Regions from separate parts of the Sus scrofa genome. Here region 2 is linked to region 1. A link is a contact called in public promoter capture Hi-C data. All regions are on one chromosome and are shown on one strand. Each heading gives the region's core, a stretch centred on a gene start, on an enhancer-like site or on the middle of the called end of the contact. The rest is flanking DNA. Distances are from core to core; before and after follow the strand shown.

The links. Promoter capture Hi-C pulls out the DNA fragments that hold promoters and counts their contacts.
Region 2: a promoter capture Hi-C map of liver shows a contact between it and region 1, with 6 times the contacts expected there. The contact joins the promoter of PNKD here to the promoter of SMARCAL1 in region 1. A contact is called at or near these places in 1 of 5 promoter capture datasets (liver) and 1 of 47 Hi-C or Micro-C datasets (heart right ventricle).

What each region holds. Positions count from the first base shown.
Region 1 is chr15:118,625,146-118,630,383 of Sscrofa11.1, reverse strand. SMARCAL1 (SWI/SNF-related matrix-associated actin-dependent regulator of chromatin subfamily A-like protein 1) reads right to left here and starts at 2,650. Exons shown (of 21, transcript XM_021076244.1): 1 at 2,564-2,650; 2 at 1,620-1,656; 3 at 555-1,204; 4 at 475-552; 5 at 323-472. The coding sequence starts at 1,146.
Region 2 is chr15:120,342,515-120,347,752 of Sscrofa11.1, reverse strand. It overlaps PNKD (probable hydrolase PNKD), which reads right to left and starts at 2,212. Exons shown (of 10, transcript XM_021076195.1): 1 at 2,093-2,212; 2 at 1,169-1,337. The coding sequence starts at 2,159. It overlaps AAMP (angio-associated migratory cell protein), which reads left to right and starts at 2,302. Exons shown (of 12, transcript XM_021076200.1): 1 at 2,302-2,641; 2 at 2,644-2,727; 3 at 3,186-3,338; 4 at 4,348-4,467; 5 at 4,909-5,048. The coding sequence starts at 2,608.

The sequences.
Region 1 (5,238 bases), core at 1,401-3,900:
TTTAACTCTGCCCTTCTAGATGGACCACTCTGAGCACGTCACTTCACCTTGCGGAGCCAGTTCTGTTGCCTTTAAAAATGGAAAGAACATCTACTTATCACACACAAAAAACTTGTTAGGCTTAACTGCTACAATGCATATAAAGCACCTGGCAGGGGAACCAGCCTGGGAGTAACTATTCATCTATTCTCTATATGGCCACAACTGGATAGACAGAAATGTGCCAATGCACTCTCTTCATATTGATGAGAAACTGTTAGATCTAAAGAGGCTCTAGAAATAGGAAAGACCATCGGAAAGAACCAGATAGAAGAGGCATTACCATAACGTCTGCTGGGCAGACTCTTAAACACTGCAATGAGCTCCGCATTGTACCCAATCTTCACCTGGAAACGATCTCCTATCCTGATGCATGTTCCCTGCTGGGAGCTTGCTGCTGGCTGATGTGGGGTCCCCAATTTCTGGTGGAGTTTCCTTCTGTCCCGGGCGTCATCCTCTCTGTGCCACAATGGACATCAGCAACGTTCTGCCCTGAGGCAGAGGGTCTCGCCATCTTGCCTCCAATACAGCATCCCTGGGAGGCTGTCCAGACAAGGAAGCTGCTGTCTCTTGGGGATTCTTTGCTCCGGCCAAAGGCTCATGAGTTGTATTAGCAAATGGTGTTGATTTGGTCCCATGTGAAGCCTGAGGATGATCTTGACCTAATGCATAACCCAAGAGCTGTTGGCTGGGGACCTCTGGAGGACTGTGTGCCAAGGGAGGGGAGATCCCAGCGACAGTCATTTGACTTGGTAGGCGGTGGCTCAGGCAGGCTGTGGGCACCTCTTCTTCCTTCTTCCATGTCCCCTTTGCCTGTTCGGAGGTACTGAGTTGAAAACTGGGGGAATTTTGAGGTCTCTGGTCACCATTAGTTGAACTCAGGGGATTCTGTTGCTTGAAAATGATACCATGGCTCCCTGACTTAGAAGGATCCTGGGGGAGGTTTTGGAAAGGGCCCTGCTTGGACTGGGAAGATGTGGCAGCAATGGAGGAGCCAGAGCCTGTGTTCTGATGCTGTCCTGCTAATTTCTCAGCTCTACGGGCCAGAGCCTTTTGCCGATTCTCCTCAATTTTTTTCCTCTGCTCCTCTGTAAGAGGCAAGGACATTTTAACAGGGAAATGCTGGCACAGGAATGTCAATTTTCTATCAGAAACTTGGCAAAACCTGAGGAAGGAAAAACAGTAATGAAATAAACATTAAATGTATTTATTTGTTACCTCGATTTTAACAAGCTTTTGTCGCACGAAATGTACAAGGAGTACAACCAAAGGAAATATTAAAGTTTCTTTTATAATTAAACATACACACACACACACACACACACACACGGACAGTATATAGCATATGCCAAAACCCATGATCCTGACAAAAAGGCAAAAAGCAAGGTCATCAAATCCAAAGCTGAAAAGGTAGTTCAACAGCAATATTTTTCTCCCTCTCATCCACTAGTCAACATGAGTTATCGGATCCCAAGAAAGTTATGCAATGCAACCTAAATCCATCAAATAATGAGAAAGGTGACATTTCAAACTAGAAAGGATATTGGATTGGACAGACATAGACCAAAACAACCACATACCATGGCGTGATGCTTGCTAAAATAGCCTCTTGCCAACCTGGAAGAAGGAAAAAAGCATTAGCATCACAGAGACTGTACCCTAAAATTCAACCCTCAAATTCAATCCTTATACCATTCCTGGCAAATCAGCCTGCAACTAGTCAAGTGCAAGCTTTAGTGCCTGCTGTCTAAAACTCACTGCCATGGAGCAATTGAGTAACTCTTTTGGAAAAATAAGAAGGAAAAAAAATATATTCTCATTGTACAAATTCGAATGTTACAAAAAGATGTAAAGAATAGAGTAAAACTAATTTGCAATCTCACCATCTATCAATAATCACTGTTCATAGTTTATAGTATAATTCTGAATTTTTTCTATTCATAGCCATAGTTACACGCCATGTATTTGGGAGGTAGATGAATTTACTACAAAATATGATCATTACATATGTTCTGTTTTGTACCCTGATTTTTTTTTTCCAATTAATTTTCTTAGGTCATTTTTCCATGAGCTGAGCCACTTCTGCAATATTTCTAGACCCAGAGCGCTGGACACCAAATTTCTCTGGCTTGGTTCAGAAGAAACAGTCTCCATTCAATGTAACGCCACATAATGTTTACAACAGTGACATGGGGGAGGAGGAGCCCTGAGAGGAGCCTGGGGTAAAAAGGTTTCCTTTCTGCTAGGACCCTCTTTGACCAGAACCCCCAAATCCCGACACCTTCCACTTCCTCCAACCACCAGCAATTAACAAGCGGTTAGGGAAAGGCTTTGTCCCTGGCCCGGCTGAAGTTCTCAGGCTCCCGGGGTAAAACATTCCTGCCTAACTTTACAAGCAGGGCGCTTCGGCGCCCCCAAATGCTCCAGGTCCAAGGCCCGGTGCGCTGCCTCCACTAGCCAGGGGAGGCGAGGCCATGGGATGATGAAGTCCCTTGATCAGCCCTAAACCATAAAGCCATCCCACCGCATGGACGCCCCTCTTCTTTTTGCTGGGACCTGTGTTCCACCCGGTCTGGGGGGACGCCACTGCCACTCTTATCACCTTCACTTGGATTCACCCTTCCGGTCGGCCCACTCCCTGCTGCAGGGAAGCATTTGGTCTCGTCCGCCTCCGCCACCTACCTCCCAGTTTAACCGTCTCACCCGGTGAGGCCTATAATGCGAACCACATTCGCGGCCGACCCCGAAGCTAGGTGCGTCTCCAGAGCCCTCCCGAGCCTCTCTTCCGAGTGGACTGTTAGGCGCGGGTTCTCGAGCGCTGCGAGTTCGCTCGCCTTATTTCAGCAATCGGGCCTGGGAGGTGGTCGGGGTGATGGAGTCGCTCACCGAGGAACTACACTTCCCAGGGGGCAAGGCGGCCCCCACTTACGCTTCAAAGAGTGAGTCATGAGACGGGAAACCCGAGCTGTGCTGCAGGGATTCGTAGTTTAAACCTGGAGCCTGGCGAGACGCAACGTCGTGGGCGGGAGGGGGGGAAATGATGCACCCTGGGAAGTGTAGTCCTCGGCTCCCTCAAAAGTTTTAGCAAGTACCCGGATTCTGAAAGCCTGGGTTGTTGAGGTATCCAAACTGGAGTGTCTATGTCAGAGTTGTCTCCAAAGGGCTTCCCAGGCGGGCAGATGGATTTGGTAGCTCTTAAAAAATATATTTCTTGGGGCATCCATTCCTGATACTGATAACCTTGCAGTTTAAGCTCCACCCGCTGTTCCAATCCTGACCTGACCTTCCTGGACAAAAAGAGAATTAACATTGTCGTCATTGTCATATCGTCATCATCATTGCCATCATCAGCCATTGTGCTGAACATCTAATGTGAATCATCTCATTTAATCCTCACTGCAACCTGATGGAACACGCACTATTCAAATCCTCTTTTACAGAAAGGAAACCTGAGCAGTTAACTTTTTCAAAGCCTTGTTAGGCTATTTGTGTTTCTGATTCCGAAGCCCATACTCTTGAGAGAAAAGTATTAGGCTGACACTCTCAGAACCAGTCTACCCCGTTTCTGAGCACCAGCACCTCTCCATTCCATAATCAACTCACTATTAAATATTGGTGGTAAATATAATATTTCCCTGGGGAGGGGGAGGGAATGGGATGGACTGGAAGTTTGGGGTTAGTAGATGCAACTATCACATTTGGAGTGGATAAGCAATGAGATCCTGCTGTGTAGTACAGGGAACTCTATTCAGTCACCTGTGATGGCACATGATAGAGGATAATGTGAGAAAAAGAATATATATATCTATATATATCTACACACACACATATATATATCCTTTTTATAATATATGTATATATAACTGGGTCACTTTGCTGTACAGCAGGAATTGACAGAGTATTGTAAATCAATTATAATAAAAAATTTTAAATATATAATATTTCCTATCATCAGGGTACACGTGAGTGTTGCTATCTGTTTTTAAACATGATTGTCTTTGTTTTTAACTCACTTTGTTTTTAAACAAAGAGGTAGAGCTCTACTTAAGGATTTGGAAAAACAGCCAAGACATACTATTAGGAAAAACAAAGCACAGCAATGGGTATATTTTGATCTATTAAAAAAATCCTTACCTATCAGTGCTCGTAAACTCTGCTGATCCTGTTGCACCACAGCAGGAACTCCTGGCTTTTTTTTAGTAAAGTGATGCCCGTCATAAATGCCTTTATTTACCAAAATTAGAAGTAATTTTTCCTTCAAAAATATCCAATAAGATTCCATTTGTGAAATCCAAAAATAAGGCAGACACAATTGTAAGGGATTCCAGAGATGAATAAGATCAAATTCCTGTTCCTCCAAAAGATTACAAGATTCAAAGGATAGAATCTGAATCTTGTCACATTTAGCAAATGTCCCAGATATTTGTCCCCAATGTTACATGAGACATACTTATTTTTTAAAAGTATTGTTTTTCCGAAATTTAAATTTAACTGGGGTCCTATATTTTATCTAAAAACCATAAAAATAGTCCATTCCTTTTGTATCAATGAGCAGCAAACAAATATGTACTGATAGAAAGATGATTCGCAGACATATTGATATGTCAAATTTTAAAGCTAGAAGTTTTGTAGATGAGGAAATAGAGGCCATATCAGCTGCTAGTTCAGGGACACCTTTGTGTGTGTTAAAACACACCCAGTGGAATCATCTGAGCCTGACATAGCAGTCCAGGCAGAAGCTGGGCTGGAACTGGGAACCCCAGCCCCACTGCATGACTCTGATGCTAATTAAATGTACAGATAGTTGTAGCCTGCTTGCCCTTGCCTGACAGTGTGTCTGGGTACACTGCAATCCTCTCCTGGGAGCTTACCTGCTAATGATGCAGGCATTGGGCTTCCCTCTTCCCTCCATTTCTGATCCCCTAGAGAGGGCTTGACAGCCCTATGGGAAGGGAGTTTTTGACAGCCACCTCAAGGGCATGTCATCATTCAAGTTAATTACACCTAGAGCTCCGTGAAAAGATTCTAAGATTTGGGAGCAGATGCAAGACTTTGGGTGGATAAGGAGGCTGTTCCCTCCTTGGGTGCTGCCAGTCGGTAAAGGCATTTGCATATCCAAAGCACAGAGGAGCCATGTGAAGTTTTATAAGCCAAGAAATTCACCTTCCTTAGCGGTTGTTCCGTTCTGATGGACTTAAT
Region 2 (5,238 bases), core at 963-3,462, 1.7 Mb before region 1:
TGTTGGATGCCCGCATGTTCTGCCGAGCCTTCATCTGCTTCAAACGGTCCTTGTCCACTTCCCGCTTGGTGAGGATGAAGAGGAGGATACCACAGGGGAAGCCGATGGCCCTAGGGGTGGGGAGATGTGCATGGGATTGGGGGAGGGGCCAAGCCTGAGCCAGAGGAGCTGGGGAGAATCCTCAGCTTGCACAAACACTGCAATATATCACATGTGTCTACTCAGCCTCTGTGCTGGCTGCTGGAGGGCCCCGCTTGATTCGGATCCTACCACTGCCCTGCTCAAAACCCTATTAACAGCTCTCCATCACTTCCTGGCCAAATTCGCATTCCTAGGCATAGCACAAAAGGCCTAATGTGGCTGGGTCTCTGTCTACCTTGTCATTTCTCTCCTCTTGAGCCTGACACTCCCCAGCATAAGCCCTGCCACCCTGCCCTCGGGACTGTGTAGGGTTCCTCAGGTAGCCCATCCTCTTCCCCTCTCCAGGTCTTGGCAAAGATTCCCTCTGCCTGAACCGCCCCACACCCGCTCCCAGACTCCCATTTTTAACCTGAGTAACCGCTACGTGGGAGGTACTTCTGTGCAGGTTAAAGGCAAGGAGTCACAAGATCTGGTGAGAATCCAGCTCTGAGCCTCAGTTCCCTCATCTGTGAAATGGGGATGTCACACTTATTTTGGAAAGACTAAAACATTACACTGTAAAGTATTGGCACACCTCAGGTGCTGGAAAAAATGTTAATTTCCCCCTCCTTTTCTTTTAACATTAGTCAATAATACGTACTAAAATCAGCGTCAGATCCAAATAACAATGCACTGAACACCTTGTAGGTGCTGCTACTATACAACTAACATAATCTCGTGGGAGTTCGATTTTCTCAAAGAGCTCAACTGGCTCTCACCCCAAGCTCCCCAAAGAGAGGATGAGGCCAGGGACCCAAATCTCAATCAAATTAGCTCAATTTACGCCACACAAAACCTACTTGTCTCTCCAATTCCACATACTTTCCCACCTCCCCTGCCCCAGTCCTCTGAGAGGCCCATGCTCACATCCAGCAATTCTGTCTCCACAACCTTGGATTCAGCTCACCACCTGAAACTTGGAGAAGTTTCTGGGTCCCACCCTCCCCTGGTGCCACTCCCCATTGGTGGGCAAAGGGTTAAAACTCACCAGGCTAGTCCCACAGCTTTCATGGGGTTCTTGCCCCTCTTTCTGGGAATGTATTCCAGCTCAGGGGGTAGGGGTTCAGGCTCCTCCTTGCACTCTGGGGAGCTCTGGCTTTGCAGTGCCCGGGTCCTGTTCTGGGAAGCCTTGTTAGCTGTGGCTCCTGAGAGAATCCCTGTGGATGGAGGCAAGGAAAGTCAGTGAGAGAGGATGAGAAGGAATCCCGGGGAGGAGTGGTTGTGATCTGAGGAAGGGGAGTGACTGCGGTCTGGAGTAACAAGTGCCAGGGAGAGTCCAGAGGGAAATGGGAAAATTGCCATCGAGGTGGCACCTTTGAAAGCCACTTCCACGTCACTGCGGGCTCATCACCCCGGTGCCAGGAGAGCGAGCTTCGCTGTTCTTCATTTCAGACGGCAGGATGTGAAGGACTGCAGTGGGGCTCACAAGAGGCGTATGAAGGAAATCCGAGAAAAGGTTTCCAAACTGCAGAATGTTAGTACTGGAAGGGAGCGTAAAGGTAGTCTACTCCATCCCCTCATTTTATAGAAGAGGAAACTGACGCCCCGAGAGACGAACTGCTTCGCCCAAGGTCAAACTGCTAATTATCCGTGGCTAGAACCCAAGCCTTCAGAAGCCCAGGGCTCTTTCCTCTGCACTGCGGTGAGTGTGAAACATCTAGAACGCGGGAGTCTAGAAGGCTTCCTCGGGGCTCCCTTTCGCTCCAAGACTCCAGAGTTACGGTGTAACCGGAAGGCTGAGGGGATGGAGTGGGTGACCTCTAGACAGCATCTTTTAGCCCCCTGACTCTTTAAGATCCTGCAGAGGGGTGCAGGCAGCAAACAACACCCTGACCTTCCGCTATCACTGAGCGAGATGTGAAAAAAAAGGGATCCCCTGCAGTCCTACCCTCCCCAGGGTCCCTCTCCTTACCCCGGAGGACGCGGGCATTTCTCGCCCCCCGGCCCTTCAGCGCCGTAGCAGCTACCACCGCCGCCATGTTCAGATCCCACCCCCCTTCACCGCGCTCCCCGCCGGGAATTGTAGTTTGCGTAAGGGGCCTCCCCCGCTCCTTCCGTCTGTCCTACAGATCAGAAACTACATTTCCCAGAAGCCTGCGGAGCGGACCCAGGAGAACTACTCTTCCCAGGAGACCCCGGAGGCGCGCACGCTCGCTTGTTTCTCTCCTGTTGGGGGCGGAGTCAGGCCGGGCGGAGTTTGGGTTCCCCCGACCACGCCCCGGGCTCTTCTCCCAACTCTGCCCTGTGATTGGTGGTTCAGCGAGTCCACCCCCTTCGCTATTGGTCGAGAGGCCGTCGCTCTCTCTGCCGGGTGGTCGCCTACTCCTACTTCCTCCCGGGAGGAGGGGCTCGAGTTCCGCGTCGTCGCGCAGAGCTGACTCTGGGAGGCGTTTGGGCCCAGAGAAGTGGATCCGCCGCTTGCGCCGCATGGAGTCTGAATCGGAAAGCGGGGCTGCCGCTGACACCCCCCACTGGAGACCCTAAGCTTCCATGGTGATGAAGAGATTATCGAGGTGGTAGAACTGGATCCCGGTCCGCCGGACCCGGGTGAGAGCTGCTGATCCTCAGGCCATGGGACAGGAGGCGCTCACCCCTGGCCTTTGACCCTTGCTTCCCCTCCCTCCCCTTCTCCCCCCACCCCACCGGTCAGTCCCACTGACCTCCTTCGCCCTTCCTCTCTCCCCCAACCCCACACTTAGTTCTCAGGCCTGGCCGGGGTGGGGGTTCCCCTGACGCCTCCTCTGGCCCTTCCCCTCACACACCCCCTTCCCATCATCCCCTCGGTCCTCCCTTCCCACACGGTCGCTGGCCAACCCCAGGTCCTCAGACCTCTCCTGTCCTCCGTCCCACACGCCCCCCCTCCTCCCTGCCGCCTCTTCACCCCTTCTGTCTGACCTCACCTTGCTCTCTTGCCACATGACCCACCCCAGCCTCGGGCCTCCCCACGCTTCGCATCCCACTTACCGCCTGTCGAGCCTCGTCTTTTAACCCTCTCCCCAAAGCAGACGACCTGGCTCAGGAGATGGAAGATGTGGACTTTGAGGAAGAGGAAGAAGAAGAGGGCAATGAGGAGGGCTGGGTTCTGGAACCCCAGGAAGGGGTGGTCGGCAGCATGGAGGGCCCAGACGATAGCGAGGTCACCTTTGCATTGCACTCAGGTAGGTGCCTGAGGAGGTCCGTCATAAACTCGGTCCAGGTGGGCACTTGAGCATCAGGCGTCCCCTGTGTAGGGCACGTTATGAGGGACACAGAGGTGGGAAAATGCTGGCCCTGCCCTGGAGGAGCTCACGGGTAGGGGGGCAGTGCGATGGCATGGAGGAGAGCTTGGCTCTTGGAGTCAGTTGAGACACTTGGGTTCAAATCCTATCCCTGTTGCTTGCCTGTGTATGATCTTTATCAACACCGCTGCGTTTTAGTTTCTTTTTTCGACAGTTGTCATTGGTGAAAGTTACTTTAGTGTGAATTAGAGGTAATAGTACCTTTTGGAGCATGTTTTTGGTAGTCCTCTTAAAACATTAGCTCTCTCTTTTTTTTTTTTTTTTTTTTTTTTTTTTTGCTTCTTAGGGCCTTGTCCACGGCATAGGGAAGTTCCAAGGCCAGGGGTCGAATCGGAGCTGTAGCCTCCGTCCTACCCCGCAGCCACAGCAACGTGGGATCTGAGCTGTGTTGCGATCTACATCACAGCTCATGGCAACTCTGGATCCTTAACCCACTGAGCAAGGCCAAGGATCAAACCTTCAACCTCATGGATACTAATTGGGTTTGTTAACCATGGAGCCACGATGGGAACCTCAACACTAGGGGGTTCTCAGTGAGGAATTGGTGACACAGTGCCCTCCTCACGCAGTCCCTAGCTTGGTGGCATCCCATGCTGAGAAATGTAAGCCCAGGACACGTACCCTCCTCTTGTCCATGGCCTCAGTGTGGGGTGGTCAAGGGAGCAGAGGAGGGTTCTGCCCTGGAGGACTGGCAAGTTTGGCAAGCTTGGGGAGGGATTTCTCCAACAACCTGAGGCCTGAAGCTGAGAAGAACTTGGAGGCACCCTTCTTTTCCAGGAGGAAAGACGTGTTGCTCTGGGTGGAAGGGGGTGGCTTCCCAAAGGTCCCAGAGGACAGAACCCTAGGTGGGAGTCCAGTCCCCTTACTCATGGAGTATCTCTTGGGACAGCATCTGTGTTTTGCGTGAGCCTGGACCCCAAGACCAACACCTTGGCAGTGACAGGGGGCGAGGATGACAAAGCCTTCGTGTGGCGGCTCAGCGATGGGGAACTGCTCTTTGAGTGTGCAGGTGCGGGGGTTCGGGGGAGGGGCTTAGGGGGCTGGCCCGCTGCCGTTGTGCATCCAGCAGCCATTTGTTGATCTCCATTTGGCCCAAGGGCCCCAAAGAACAGAGCCCTGTGGGTCTAGGAGAGGGAGGCACAGATGGGCCAAGGGAGTCTAGGAGGAGGCGACACTGGTGAAGGCGTATTGGGCCAGAAAGGAGTGGGTGCGTGTTTCGGGTGGAGATGTGGAATGGACAGAATGGGGAACACGCAGGCCTGTTTGAGTGGGAGACCGGGGAGTGCTGGCTCCTAAAGCAGCTGTGTGTTTGGTTACCGGTTCAGCTGGGACCCATCCTTTTTTTTTTTTTAAATCCCAGTTGGTCCCTTCTGGGGGCCAGATGCCTGGGTCCCGTGTCTCTGGCACCAGACCCTGACGTTCTCTTCTCTCTGCTCACTCTTCCCTGCAGGCCATAAAGACTCTGTGACTTGTGCCGGTTTCAGCCACGACTCTACCCTTGTGGCCACAGGGGACATGAGTGGCCTCTTGAAAGTATGGCAGGTGGACACCAAGGAGGAGGTCTGGTCTTTTGAAGCGGGAGATCTGGAGGTGAGATCTTCAGAGTGGGATTCCGCTCCGTGGGGCCGGGGGCGGGGGTGAGAGCTTGGGGAGTCCCGGCTGCCTTGAGCCGGCTCGGCCAGCTCTGAGCCAGGGCGCTCCCGATGTACAGCAGGAGTGCCAGGCCTGCTCCCTGGGGCATCCTTGCTGACTCTGAGCAGGGAAAGCTCAGTGCGGCTCC